3 separate regions of the Pan troglodytes genome follow, and regions 1 and 3 are each linked to region 2. The links are chromatin contacts, called in public Hi-C and HiChIP or PLAC-seq maps. All regions are on one chromosome and are shown on one strand. The core of a region is the stretch at or near the end of the contact, and the rest is flanking DNA. Distances in the headings are between cores, read along the strand shown. Region 1 holds the start of IL17D (interleukin 17D). Region 2 holds the start of GJB2 (gap junction protein beta 2). Region 3 overlaps CRYL1 (crystallin lambda 1).

Region 1 (3,940 bases), core at 62-2,561, 510 kb after region 2:
CAGTCAAATACCAAAGCTGCAAACCATTTAGGGAGTCATCAATTACATATTTTGTACACTTTCAAAAAGCTTACAGCTGGGATGGGTTGTTTATTTTCAAAGCATGACTGCTTTAAAATGATCATATTCATTAGCCTGCCACCTAGGAAGCATTAAGCATTTACTTGCAGAATGAACAAACGAGCACGTTGTCTTGTGTTATGAAGTATATAATATAGTTCGTTTTAGTTTCTTCATTCGCAGACTATCAGGCTCATTTCACGTGACTGCTTGCACTTAGAACTGAGTTATCACGGAGTAGGAACTCTCCAACATCGTCGTCATAGACCAAGAGATGCCCATGAACAGCCATGAAAGTGCCAGTCAGGGAAGTATTCAGTGCTTTGTTGTAGAGTTGTTGGATAGAGGCACAGGATCATTTCATGTTGTTGAGGAGAAAGGAGCAACAGCCTCCTCCCACCTTATTAAAAATAGAGATTTAAAAAAATCTCTAATTTCCTCGAAGTACAGAATCTCAAGAGGTAGCTCTAAGGAGAATCCCTCTGGGTTTGAGCGCATTCCTCTTCCAGGGGGCCTATTCTTGGACTGCTTTCCTTAATAGAGAAATCTCTCTGAGCCAAAATCGGCCTCCCCCAACTCCATCCTGTCGGCCCCACTTTTCTGCTCCGGAGACTTCCAGGCCAGTCCCCACTCCTCCTTCAGCCAGTCGGGCCCGCACCCGCGCCCGGCAGGGCCAGCCCTCTCCTCCTCCTGCGTGGCGCAGCACAGGCCCTGAGCGCGCGACCCCAGGCCCTGGGCGCCCCGCCGCATGCTCGAGGCTGGAAGCCCCACTTTGCGTCGCCCTTCGGCTTATTCCGCTCAAGAGCCGCCGCGTCGCCGCATCTCGGCGCGAATCTGAAAGCGCTTTCGGGGGAGAAGATGTTGGGGGCACTGGTGAGTACACTGCACAAGTGACAAAATGTTTTCAGCTCCTGGAGGCGAAAGGTGCAGAGTCGCTCTGTGTCCGTGAGGCCGGGCGGCGACCTCGCTCAGTCGGCTTCTCGGTCCGAGTCCCCGGGTACGAGGAAAGACCACAGGGGGCTTCTCGCGGAAAAGCGTGCCGCGGACCCTGCGCGGGCTGGCTGGGGAGGGCGGATGACGAGGCGCAGGGGCAAGGGTGGATCTGCGAGGCGGCGGGTCAGGGCGTCTCTGGCTCCGGGGCTCCCTCGCTGGCGGCGGCGCAGGGATGGCGCGCCCGGGGGTGAGGGTGCGGCGGGTCACAAGCACTCGCAGCCCGCGGCGCAGCAACCCGGCAGGCACACGCACACGTGCACGCGCGCCCCGCACCCGCCCCCCGTGCGGCCCCCGGCTCGGGGCGGCGGCGGCGGCGGGGGCCGGGGGCGCGCGGGCCGGCGCCGGGCTGGGCCCCGGGGACCCCGCGGGCGGCGGGCAGGCGGGGAGGGCGCTCTGGGGCCCGCCCGCGCGGCTCCCATCCTCCGGGCCGGCCTCTGGCTCCGCGGGGCGAGGGGAGGCGCCCGCCGGCTCCGGGCGCCGCGGGCGGGACACGGGCGCGGGGCGCAGGCGGGCTCCTCCGGCGCGCTCGGACGCTGAGCGTGGCCTGTCCCTCAGGTCTGGATGCTGGTAGCCGGCTTCCTGCTGGCGCTGCCGCCGAGCTGGGCCGCGGGCGCCCCGAGGGCGGGCAGGCGCCCGGCGCGGCCGCGGGGCTGCGCGGACCGGCCAGAGGAGCTACTGGAGCAGCTGTACGGGCGCCTGGCGGCCGGCGTGCTCAGCGCCTTCCACCACACGCTGCAGCTGGGGCCGCGTGAGCAGGCGCGCAACGCGAGCTGCCCGGCAGGGGGCAGGCCCGCCGACCGCCGCTTCCGGCCGCCCACCAACCTGCGCAGCGTGTCGCCCTGGGCCTACAGGTGAGCCGCGGGCGCGTCCTGGCGGGGCCGGGCAGGTGGGGAGGGCAGGGCTGGGCGGGGAGAGTGGGTGGGGCCGGGCCGAGGCCGGGCAGGCGGGGAGGGTGGGGCGGGGAAGGGGAGGTGGTTGGGGCGGGGCGACGCGGAGGGGGCGTGGCACGCGGGGCAAGGCGGAGCAGGTAGGGGTGGGGTGGTGCGGGGCGAGACAGGGTAGGGTACGGTAGGGTGGGGTGGGGTGCGGGGGGCGCTGCGATGAGGCGGGGTGGGGCGGGGCAGTTGGAGCACCGGGGGGCAATTCCTAAACCGCGAAGGCCCACCCCCACCACCTCCCTTGAAGGAGTCCTGCTTCCCCTCTTTACCCTCCAGTATTTCCTATGCAACACATATCTCTTGAACACCTCATCTCCTCCAGGTTGGATGGGTCCGCAAGGCACTAGCCGGGGACCCTTCCGTGATGTGGACACAGTGATGTGGACCGTACTCTGCACAGGGGGCCCGGGGAGGTGCTGCTGGGGGGTGCGCGGTACTATCCACATATTTCCTGAGTGCCCCTGTGGTCCAGAGGCTGCTGGAGTGGAGCCCTGGGAAGCGCCCTCTGAGCCCCTCTAGTTTAATAGCCTAAGGAAGGAGTGGGGATAATTGGGAAAGAAACCACACCATCAGGCAGTGCATGAAGTGACATGAACAGTTTCGAGAGTATTTTGGTCTTGGAACAGAGGTCATTTCAGAAGAAAGGGACAGCCTGCAGAAGGGGAAGGCTGGAGAAGTTGGGGGCGTGTAGGCAGGGTGCCGCAGTGTCCTCAGCAAGCACCTGTGACCGTCTTCCCTCTAGCTGGAGCAGGAGGAGCTGCCCTAGGGGGCAAGGCCTCCCAGGGCCACAGAGGTCAAGAAAGGCTTCGTGAAAGAGCTGAATCTTGATGGAGGAGAGCAAGTCGCCTACAAAGGCAGTGCTGAGGGAAGGGACAGCTGATAGCAAGCGGGAACAAAGCGCTTGGAAAATGGGGAGAGCCACAAGGCGAGCGGGGGCGGTGGGGGGGGGCGTAGGCGAAGTGTTTGCCTGTGGGGTGGGCATCGATGTGAGGCTGGAGACAGGCGCAGGAGCTGGATCCCCGCCTTGTCAGCAGTGCGGAGCTTCACCCTCACGCCTGGAATCCCAGCACTTTGGGAGGCCGAAGCAGGAGGATTTAAGTCCAGGAGTTCGAGACCAGCCTGGGAAACATAGCGAGATCCCATTTCTGCAAACAATTTTTAAGGATTAGCGAAGTGTGGTGGCACGTGCCTGTGGTCCCAGCTACTCCAGAGGCTTAAGTGGGAGGATAGATTGAGCCCGGGAGGTTCAGGCTGCAGTGAGCTGTGGTGGCGCCACTGCCTTCCAACCTGCGTGACAAAGCGAGACCCCGTCTCTAAAATAAAAATTAAAGAAAAAAAAAAGTCTTGACACTTGAAATGGAGGAAGCCATACAGCCACTCTGGTTTAGGAGGGTGTCCCAATGGGGCATGGATTGGACAATGCTCTCCAGCACTTCCATCCAAAGGACCTAGAGCTTCACTCAGGCAGCGCGGTGGGAAGGGGAGACTAGGATCAGCGTGAAAGATGCTCATTAAAGAAGACAAGTGCTGTGGAGAGTCAGAGGAAATGTGATGATTTTGTCTAAAACGCATCTGGGCTTTCCTGGAGCCTCTCCCTGCCGGCTGCTGGGTAGGGAGATTTCCTTTTACTCAACAACACACAGGACCCCTATGCTGTCCTGGGAAGCCAAGTTTTAGGGCCTCCTGCCTCCTGGCTACTCTGCAGAGGACCAAGCTCACTGTGGCAGAGCCCCCTCAGAGCCCCTGCCCACGGGGAAGTTGGGTGGGACCCCTCCCGCCCTTCTCACTCCTGTCCTTCAGCTGGAGCTTGCAGGGCACACACATGGCACCATTCATTCTGGTGTCTTGGTGCTCTTGCTTTTCCTCTCTCTTCCTCCATTTCCAGGACCCGAAGGGATGGACTACGGCATTCTTCTTTCTCTAACCTCGTGTTATGCTTCTGATATACC
Region 2 (3,990 bases), core at 1,391-3,890:
TATAATTGTGGGCTGTGGTTTTAATTTCAAAGTGTTTCTTAAAAGACACATTATTTTAAAATGACAGAAAATTCAACTCCCTCGGTTACTGGCCCAGCTAAGCGACGTCACTGCATTGCAGTTCAGCGCTGAAGCTTGGGGGAGTCCCACACTCCTTACTGCAAGCGGATGTGGAGAGGCCAGTGGATAATCTCCCGTGAGCCCATGGCCTTCTTTTCATCCCAGGATGTGAACTGTCTTCACTGATTCATAGTTACACCCTGCCTGCCACAACCAACGCTCTCCTAAACAAGATTCCACCCTCTCCACAGTCCGGATGAATCATCTCTTTTCCACCCTTCAGAGCTGGTAGTGAATCCTCCTCCTTCTTTTTCTTAAAAGCATCCTACTCTCCTCATTTTAGGCAAGTTGCATCCCATTTTCTGATGGACTCCAGAAGCAGGCTCGTAGTGAATGTCTTTCATGACCCACAGTTGCTGCCACGGGGCACCAAGGTCAGGCAGAAACCATCCAGTGACACCTTGGTCAGAGGCTAACAGGAGAGAGGTGGCCACGAAAGTTACACCAGATTGACATAGGCCCGTGAAACATTTAGCCTCACTGAGCTTGGGAAAGACAACATCATTGGAAAAAACAATATTTTAGCCCAGGTTCAGCGCTGACCCATTGATAATCCAGACTGGGAGGCCGTTAGGTGAGCTGGTTGTCCTGCTAAAGCACCCACAGCTCAGGCCAGTCCCGTCCCAACAGCAGAACCACCGAGGACAGCAACATTCCGATTTTAACAAAAGCATCTTATGGAATTAGACATTCTTCATTGGCCCTCATTGAGTGGAAAACAGGATACTCCCCGAAGTAAACTCTCTCCTGGTTTACAACAATACACCTGGCCAAGAATATGGGGCTGCAGGAAGAGGGGTTTATCCTTTGCCCTCTTCCACCTGCCAAACCCAGGTCATACACCCTTCTACAGACCTGTCCAGTTACCATCAGCTGAGAAAAATACAGTTCCAAGAAACCTTATATTGTTATTTTATAAAGCTTGAGTTGAAGCTACCTGTTTTAAAGATCCTTTTTCAGGAAGAAGAGTAAATTAAGATTTACTCCCCAATGGGCTAGGGGGTCATGGGTTAAGAGGGGCTCAGAAGCAGGACGAAGTTGTTTTCAATATTCAAGTCAGAGGAGGAGCTGCCCTCCTGGCCTCCCGACCCTGGGCGGTTACACGCAGCTTCCTACCGGGCCCACGCCACCCTGCACCGCCTGGAGAGCTGCCAGAGGCCAGCGGAGGAGTTGGTTCAGTTCCTTAGGGAAGACACTAGGTGGATCACCAGGATCCAGAAAAGGCAAAAGGGACTCTTCACCCCTTAAATTTCTCCACCCTTAGGTGATGGGTGGTCGACCTTGCCTGGCTGTCCCCAGAGGGTTCCTCCACCCTTCTCACCAGTGTCTGAAATTGTGACCGACTGTGCACAGCAGTTTCGAAAGGGACTCTAAGGTCACATGGGGACACGGCCGTACCACGCTTCTCAAGGCAGTCCCAGGTGCATGGCCACGGAACCCAGCTCTCAGCAGCTGTTAGTTAGGTGAGCGCTGTTCGGGCTGCCTTCCTCCTCCAGTGGGGCAGGATCGAGGCACTGATGGAACCGTCCTGAGGACGCGGGTCTCAGCCGCACACCACCTCTTCGCGAACAAGGGTCCTAAAAATTTTCCTTCTAGCCGGGTAGCACAGCCCGGAAACAAACCCTCGTGAAGTGTTTAGGAAAAAGGGAAGCCACTGAAATCTTGGCCCCGGGGTAGGCCGGGGTCGGCTGGCTCCGCGTTAGTTCTAGGCAAACTCCGCCCAAATCTCTGCCCGGGGATTTTTCTGCAGAAGCCGCTCCAAGAGGTAAAGGTCAGTTCCTGCAGCGAAGGCTTCCTGCTTCACCGGCGAAACGGAGCTTTGCTTCGAAGCTAAGCTTTCGGTCAATTTAAAACGTTTGGTGGCAGTGGGTCAAGTAGCCAGGCGGCTGCGCTAGAGTACCCCGAAGGGACATCGGCGACACCACAAACCTCGCGCTGGCGTCTCGCCCCCGCCTTTTTCCCCTCCCGCGCGCGCCCGGCCCCACTCCCACCCCGGGCGGTGCCATCGCGTCCACTTCCCCGGCCGCCCCATTCCAGCTCCGGAGCTCGGCCGCAGAAACGCCCGCTCCAGAAGGCGGCCCCCGCCCCCCGGCCCAAGGACGTGTGTTGGTCCAGCCCCCCGGTTGCCCGAGACCCACGCGGCCGGGCAACCGCTCTGGGTCTCGCGGTCCCTCCCCGCGCCAGGTTCCTGGCCGGGCAGTCCGGGGCCGGCGGGCTCACCTGCGTCGGGAGGCAGCGCGCGGCGGGGCCGGGGCGGGGGTCTCGGCGTTGGGGTCTCTGCGCTGGGGCTCCTGCGCTCCTAGGCGGGTCCTGGGCCGGGCGCCGCCGAGGGGCTCCGAGTCGGGGAGAGGAGCGCGCGGGCGCTGCGGGGCCGCAACACCTGTCTCCCGCCGTGGCGCCTTTTAACCGCACCCCACACCCCGCCTCTTCCCCCGGAGACTGGGAAAGTTACGGAGGGGGCGGCGCCGCGGGCGGAGCGCGCCCGGCCTCTGGGTCCTCAGAGCTTCCCGGGTCCGCGAACCCCCGACCGCCCCCGAAAGCCCCGAACCCCCCAAGTCCCCTTCGAGGCCCCGATCTCCTAGTTCCTTTGAGCCCCCATGAGTTCCCCAAGTGCCCCCAGCGCCCTGAGTCTCCCCCCGGTTACCCCGAGCGCCGCCTCCCCCAGCCCCTTGGCGGCCCGGGTGGAGCGGGGGCGGCTGAGCGTCGGGACCCCCCAGGAAGCGGCGCCCCAGGCCCCGGCTCCGTCGCTGTGCGGTGGGCGGGGTTCAGGGATGGCTGTGGTCGTTGTCCTCTGTACTCCGCATAGTGCGAGAGGACTTGGCATTTATAAGCGCTTCTTTAATTTTTTATTGTCAGAGAAACAGGCATTCCTCCAAGGACTGAAGATCTGTTCGAGTCGCGGAGGCTGCGCGGGCCCGCGAGGCTCTCGCAGGGGGACCTAGGCTGGGTGGCGGGGCAGTGCCCTCTGGAATGGGGGTTAACGGTGGCCGAGGAGGGGGCGCCGCTGGTGCCGGCGAAGTCCCCGCTTCTTTCTCCCCTCAAAATCTCACCAATCCAAACGAACGCTTTCTCGAATTTCCGATTTTATTCAATTACTTTCAACAAGGTGCCAAGGACTAAGGTTGGGGGCGGTGGGAGAGACAAGCCTCGCTTTTGCCATGGCGGGCAGGGGGGTCCCGCCATCTGCGGAGGGTGCCCCCCGCGGCCCTCGGCCCAGCCAACTTCCTCCTCTTTTCGCAACTGGGGAACTGCAAGGAGGTGACTCCTTTCGGGGTGAGAAGGCCCAGACTTTTCAGAAATGAAAGAGGGCAGGTAAAATCTGCCAAGCCCCTTCCTGCTCGATGCACACAGCACGAAAGGGGGAAACTGATAGGATTCTGCGGCAGACCGCTGGGCGGCTGGCTCTGCACTGCACACCTGCTGGGGGCTTTCTGGATACCGCGAAGCTTTGTCTCAGATTATGAGGTCTCAGTATTTGCATTTGGTTGGGGATTTTGATGTCTTGAGATAAAAATGACAGAAGACAGATTTGCACAGCGCAAGCGGATGAGGGACTAAGATGTGCAGAGCAGGCTGGGTGGGGACTCCCGGGGAGGTCTCCCCCAACCCCCGCCCCACCTCGGGCACCCACTTCGCGATTTTTGCAGAGGGGAGCCAGGTCAGAGGTGCAGCCTGGTCCCCTCGCGCTCACGTTTTTACCCAGGTCAGTTCGAAGTTAAGTGGAAATGATGATTAATCCTGACAAGTCAGATCTGGCCTCAGAATGGATTTCCCGTGATTGCCACCATTATTAGCATTGACTTTTCCTTGAAAAACTGGCGCCCCGTGGCCATGGGCCGACCTAGGCAGTTTCTGCAGGGACGAGCGTGA
Region 3 (4,057 bases), core at 750-3,249, 290 kb after region 2:
AGGTCCCACGATGTCTGAGACACAGGCAGGTCACTGCCTCGTCCATCACTGCAGGGCCTGCCAGCGCAAATCATGCCAATAACCTGCCGTTCGTGGATGCTGCGGGGACCCACAATGCTGGCCATGTTTAGTCCTCACCTGCAGGCACACTGAATGCAATGAGGATGCCCTCCTGTTCTTAGACTTTATTTTACTGTCCTTCTTAGGTTTCGACTTAGCATTTTTTCAAGTCCTATTTGGTCACAGAAGAAGCTAAATACATAATTACAGATTAAGAGAAAAACTTGCCTGTCTCTTGAATGTATAACATTTTTCATTACTTGCTCATATTATATCTTTGAAGCTATACATACTACAAAAAAAAAGCCAAGCAAATAAATAAAAATACAGCTTCACAGAAATAAGACCTCGTGCCCAGTTCTGTAAGCACACTATTTGAATAAAGCAAGAGCAAGCCATCAGAAAAGTAAGGGCTGTGGCAGGAAGCTAGTAGAACATTAGGACAGAATGTTTTCACACTTCGCAAGTGAAAACTGAAGGCTCGTGCTTCCAGATGATCTCGTGAGTGTGTGAGGTGGGCTTGCCCCAGTCCATCCAGAGTCCCACGCACCTTAGCAATGTCATACCACTCAGCAACAAATTACCAATCAACACAACCACACAAGCCACGTCAAATTCATTTTACTCTGTGAAAGAAACCAAACTCAAAAGGCTGCATCATGTATGATTCCATTTTACATAACATTCTGGAGAAGGCCAAACTATAGGGACAAAGAACAGATCAGTGGTGGGCAAGGCCTGGGGAACGGTGGGAGGAAATTAGCTGCAAAGGGAAGGAGAGGCTCTATGCTCTGAACCCCGGCTGTGAAGCTGGTTTCATACGTGACTGTACGCATCTGTCAGACACATAGCACTGAACGCTGAAACGAGTGAATTTTCTTGTATGGAAATTATATCTTTGTAAACCTGATTTTACAATTTGTAAAGAAAAAAACACGTATGGCCGTGCGTGGTGGCTCACTCCTATAATTCCAGCACTTTGGGAGGCCGAAGCGGGCAGATCACCTGAGGTCAGGAGTTCAAGACCAGCCTGGCCAACATGATGAAACCCCGTCTCTACTAAAAATACAAAACTTAGCCCGGCGTGGTGGTGGGCGCCTATAATCCCAGCTACTTGGGAGGCTGAGGTAGGAGAATTGCTTTAACCCGGGAAGCAGAGGTTGCAGTGAATCAAGATCGCACCACTGCACTCCAGCCTGGGTGACAAAGTGCGACTCCATCTCAAAAGGAAAAAGAAAAAACACATACAACAGAAAAAGTGTAACTCCAGTTTCCTCGCACATTCCCGAATATTCTCAGGGCTGGCCATCTCATGTGTCCAATGCTGCCTGAACCCCCCACCCCCACACCCATCTCTACCAAAAGAAGGAATATTCTGAGTCTCAGTGAACCAAGACTGAAAGTCCAACAAGCTTCTATCCTTTAAGAAAACAAATAAATTTCCAAAAGAACGCTACTTCCTGTAATTACTGACAGTGTCTGAAGGTCCTTTTCAAAATGATTAGCATTCTCTCCATTTTAAAGGTATAGTTGAGATGCAAATTCTGATCATCTACATAGACAATATCCATTTAACTTCTCGATTTCAGCTATTGTTCTGACTTTGTTTAAGGAAACCCCATTTAAACTTCGTAACTCTATAAATCATTCCCATGGCTCCCACCAGCTACTGTGATCTCCAGTTTTAAGTTCCAGAGATTAGATAAGGCCTCGACATAGTGGCTAATGAGCTTTAATGTGCTTTAAAAGTCAAGGCTTGAGACCAGCTTTTCAGAGTAAACTTATTTTTCCAGAACAGTAGGTTTTCTTGCCAGGCAAGATTTGATTTCAAAATTGCACTAAGTTCTAGAAATTCAGGTTTCTTTCTTGCATGCTCCCGGATTTCAGCAGAGTATTAGGAAACGTCCTGACCCAGGCTCCCCGCCCTCTAGGGTTGGGTAGAAAACAATCCACTGGGGAAAACCACACTCCCATTACTGGGCTTCGCCCCCTGGGGCTGGGCAGATCCGACAGTGGGATTATTTTTAGTTGAAGCATTGTGGCAAGCAGTCTGTGTGTGTGTGTGCGCGCGCGCGCACGCACACACGCGTCTCCTCAAACTCTGCCTCCTGCTTGTGAACAATTCCCTAAATAGTAATAATTTTCTTTTTATAAGAAAACCACAGCAACATATTTTATAAGAAAACTGTAGCAACATAGATGGCATTGGAGATCATTATATTAAGCGAAGTAAGCCAGGCACAGAAAGGCGAAGATCCCATGTTCTCACTCATGTAGGGGAGCTAAAGCAGTGGGTCTCGTGGAGGTAGAGAGTAGAATGGTGGACACCCGCAGCCGGCAGTTACCAGGAAGGGGAAGGAGGGATGAAGAGAAGCTGGTTAATGAGTACAAAATACAGTTCGCTAGAAGGAGTAAGTTCTAGCATTCAATAATACAGTAGGGAAATTAGAGTTAATAATGTTATATATTTCAAAATAGAAGATTTATAGTGTTCCCAACACAATAAAAGATAAACGTGTGAGGTTCTGGATATCCTAATACACCGGGATTTTACCATGACACACTGAACACACAAATCAATCACACATGAATCCCAAATATGTACAATTAAGATACAGCAAGTAATTTTTTATTTATTACTATTTTTTTAAGACGGAGTCTCGCTCTGTCGCGCAGGCTGGAGTGCAGTGGTGCGATCTCGGCTCACTGCAAGCTCCGCCTCCTGGGTTCACGCCATCTAGACTGACCATATCATCAACATGAAGTCAACTTTCTCACTTGGACTGTAACATACCACATCATCATTCTAAAAGAGCTCTGTACAGTCTTTTATTTTGGTTTGTCTGTTTGTTTGTTTTTGAGACAGGGTCTCACTCTATCACCCAGGCTGGAGTACAGTGGCGGAATCTCAGCTTACTGCAACCTCCACCTCCTGGGCTCAAGTGATCCTCCCACCTCAGCCTCCCAAGCAGCTGGGACCACAGGCATGCACCACCATGCCATGCTAATTTTTTGTATTTTTGGTAGAGACGGGGTTTCACCATGTTGATCAGGCTGGTCTCGAACTCCTGAGCTCAAGCAATCCACCCGCTGTGGCCTCCCCATGTTCTGGGATCGCAGGCATGAGCCACCACATCCAGCCCTCTTCTCTCTCTGTCGCCAGGCTGGAGTGCAGTGGCGCGATCTTGGCTTGCTGCAACCTCCGCCTCCCAGGTTCAAGTGATTCCCCTGCCTCAGCCTCCCGGGTAGCTGGGACTACAGGTGCCCGCCACCACACCTGGCTAATTTTTTGTATTTTTAGTAGAGACAGCATTTCACCGTGTTAGCCAGGATGGTCTCCATCTCCTGACCTCGTGATCTGCCTGCCTCGGCCTCCCAAAGTGCTGGGATTACAGGCGTGAGCCACCGCGCCTGGCCAAAATACAGCAATTAATTTTTTTTAAAAAAAGAAAACTGTCTCCAAGTAGCCTAGATTGATTTTTCTACACTGAGAACCTTCCCTTGTATAAATCAGAAAAAGGAGCTGTGAGAGCTGCTAAGAGGGTGCCACTGGCAAAAAGTCTGTGGACCCTGAGATGAGGCAGCACCACAGGGCGGGTGAGTGGTTGCCAGCAGATGAGTGGTTGCAGCCCGGCAGAGGCTGCGGACTTTGGGAACCTCAGCTTTAATGGAATTCTTAGACGGAGGCTTCTTTCAGGTTTGCCATCAAATGGTGACTATCACAGTTTTTTAAGTCTAAAAATTATATGTCTCACTTGAGGTCAGGAGTTCGAGACCAGCGTGGCCAACATGGTGAAACCCTGTTTCTACTAAAAATACAAAAATCAGCTGGGTGTAGTGGTAGATGTGTGTAATCCCAGCTAATTGGGAGGCTGAGGCACGATAATCGCTTGAACCCAGGAGGCAGAGGTTGCAGTGAGCCAAGATTGTGCCACTTCTCTCTGATACAGCCCTAAGCAAATCGTACAGCAGGAAATGTTCTAAGTTTTAAATAAAA

What was found. Hi-C and Micro-C count contacts between places; a contact is called where the count stands out from the background. HiChIP or PLAC-seq counts read pairs in DNA pulled down with a chosen protein or histone mark.
Region 1: a contact with region 2 is called in an H3K4me3 HiChIP or PLAC-seq map of stem cell-derived excitatory neurons, with 7 times the contacts expected there. The contact joins the promoter of IL17D here to the promoter of GJB2 in region 2. A contact is called at or near these places in 1 of 7 Hi-C or Micro-C datasets (stem cell-derived neural progenitor cells) and 1 of 1 datasets of contacts at active chromatin or transcription factors (stem cell-derived excitatory neurons).
Region 3: a Hi-C map of induced pluripotent stem cells shows a contact between it and region 2, with 2.2 times the contacts expected there. The contact joins the enhancer-like site here to the promoter of GJB2 in region 2. A contact is called at or near these places in 6 of 7 Hi-C or Micro-C datasets (blood, induced pluripotent stem cells, a lymphoblastoid cell line and 2 more), 1 of 1 datasets of contacts at active chromatin or transcription factors (stem cell-derived excitatory neurons) and 1 of 1 other capture datasets (stem cell-derived neural stem cells).

Annotation. Positions count from the first base shown.
Region 1 is chr14:19,912,055-19,915,994 of NHGRI_mPanTro3-v2.0_pri, forward strand. It overlaps IL17D (interleukin 17D), which reads left to right and starts at 1,312. Exons shown (of 2, transcript XM_016925024.4): 1 at 1,312-1,904. The coding sequence starts at 1,615.
Region 2 is chr14:19,401,699-19,405,688 of NHGRI_mPanTro3-v2.0_pri, forward strand. GJB2 (gap junction protein beta 2) reads right to left here and starts at 2,641. Exons shown (of 2, transcript NM_001279917.1): 1 at 2,341-2,641.
Region 3 is chr14:19,689,977-19,694,033 of NHGRI_mPanTro3-v2.0_pri, forward strand. All of the region lies in intron 3 of CRYL1 (crystallin lambda 1), which reads right to left. Among named protein-coding and RNA genes, the nearest start is that of CRYL1, 43 kb to the right of the region's middle. Within about 2 kb of position 2,000, at least 1 of the 24 cell types and tissues checked has an H3K27ac peak or open chromatin away from gene starts, as enhancers often do. A contact at or near this core is called in induced pluripotent stem cells, where this site is marked.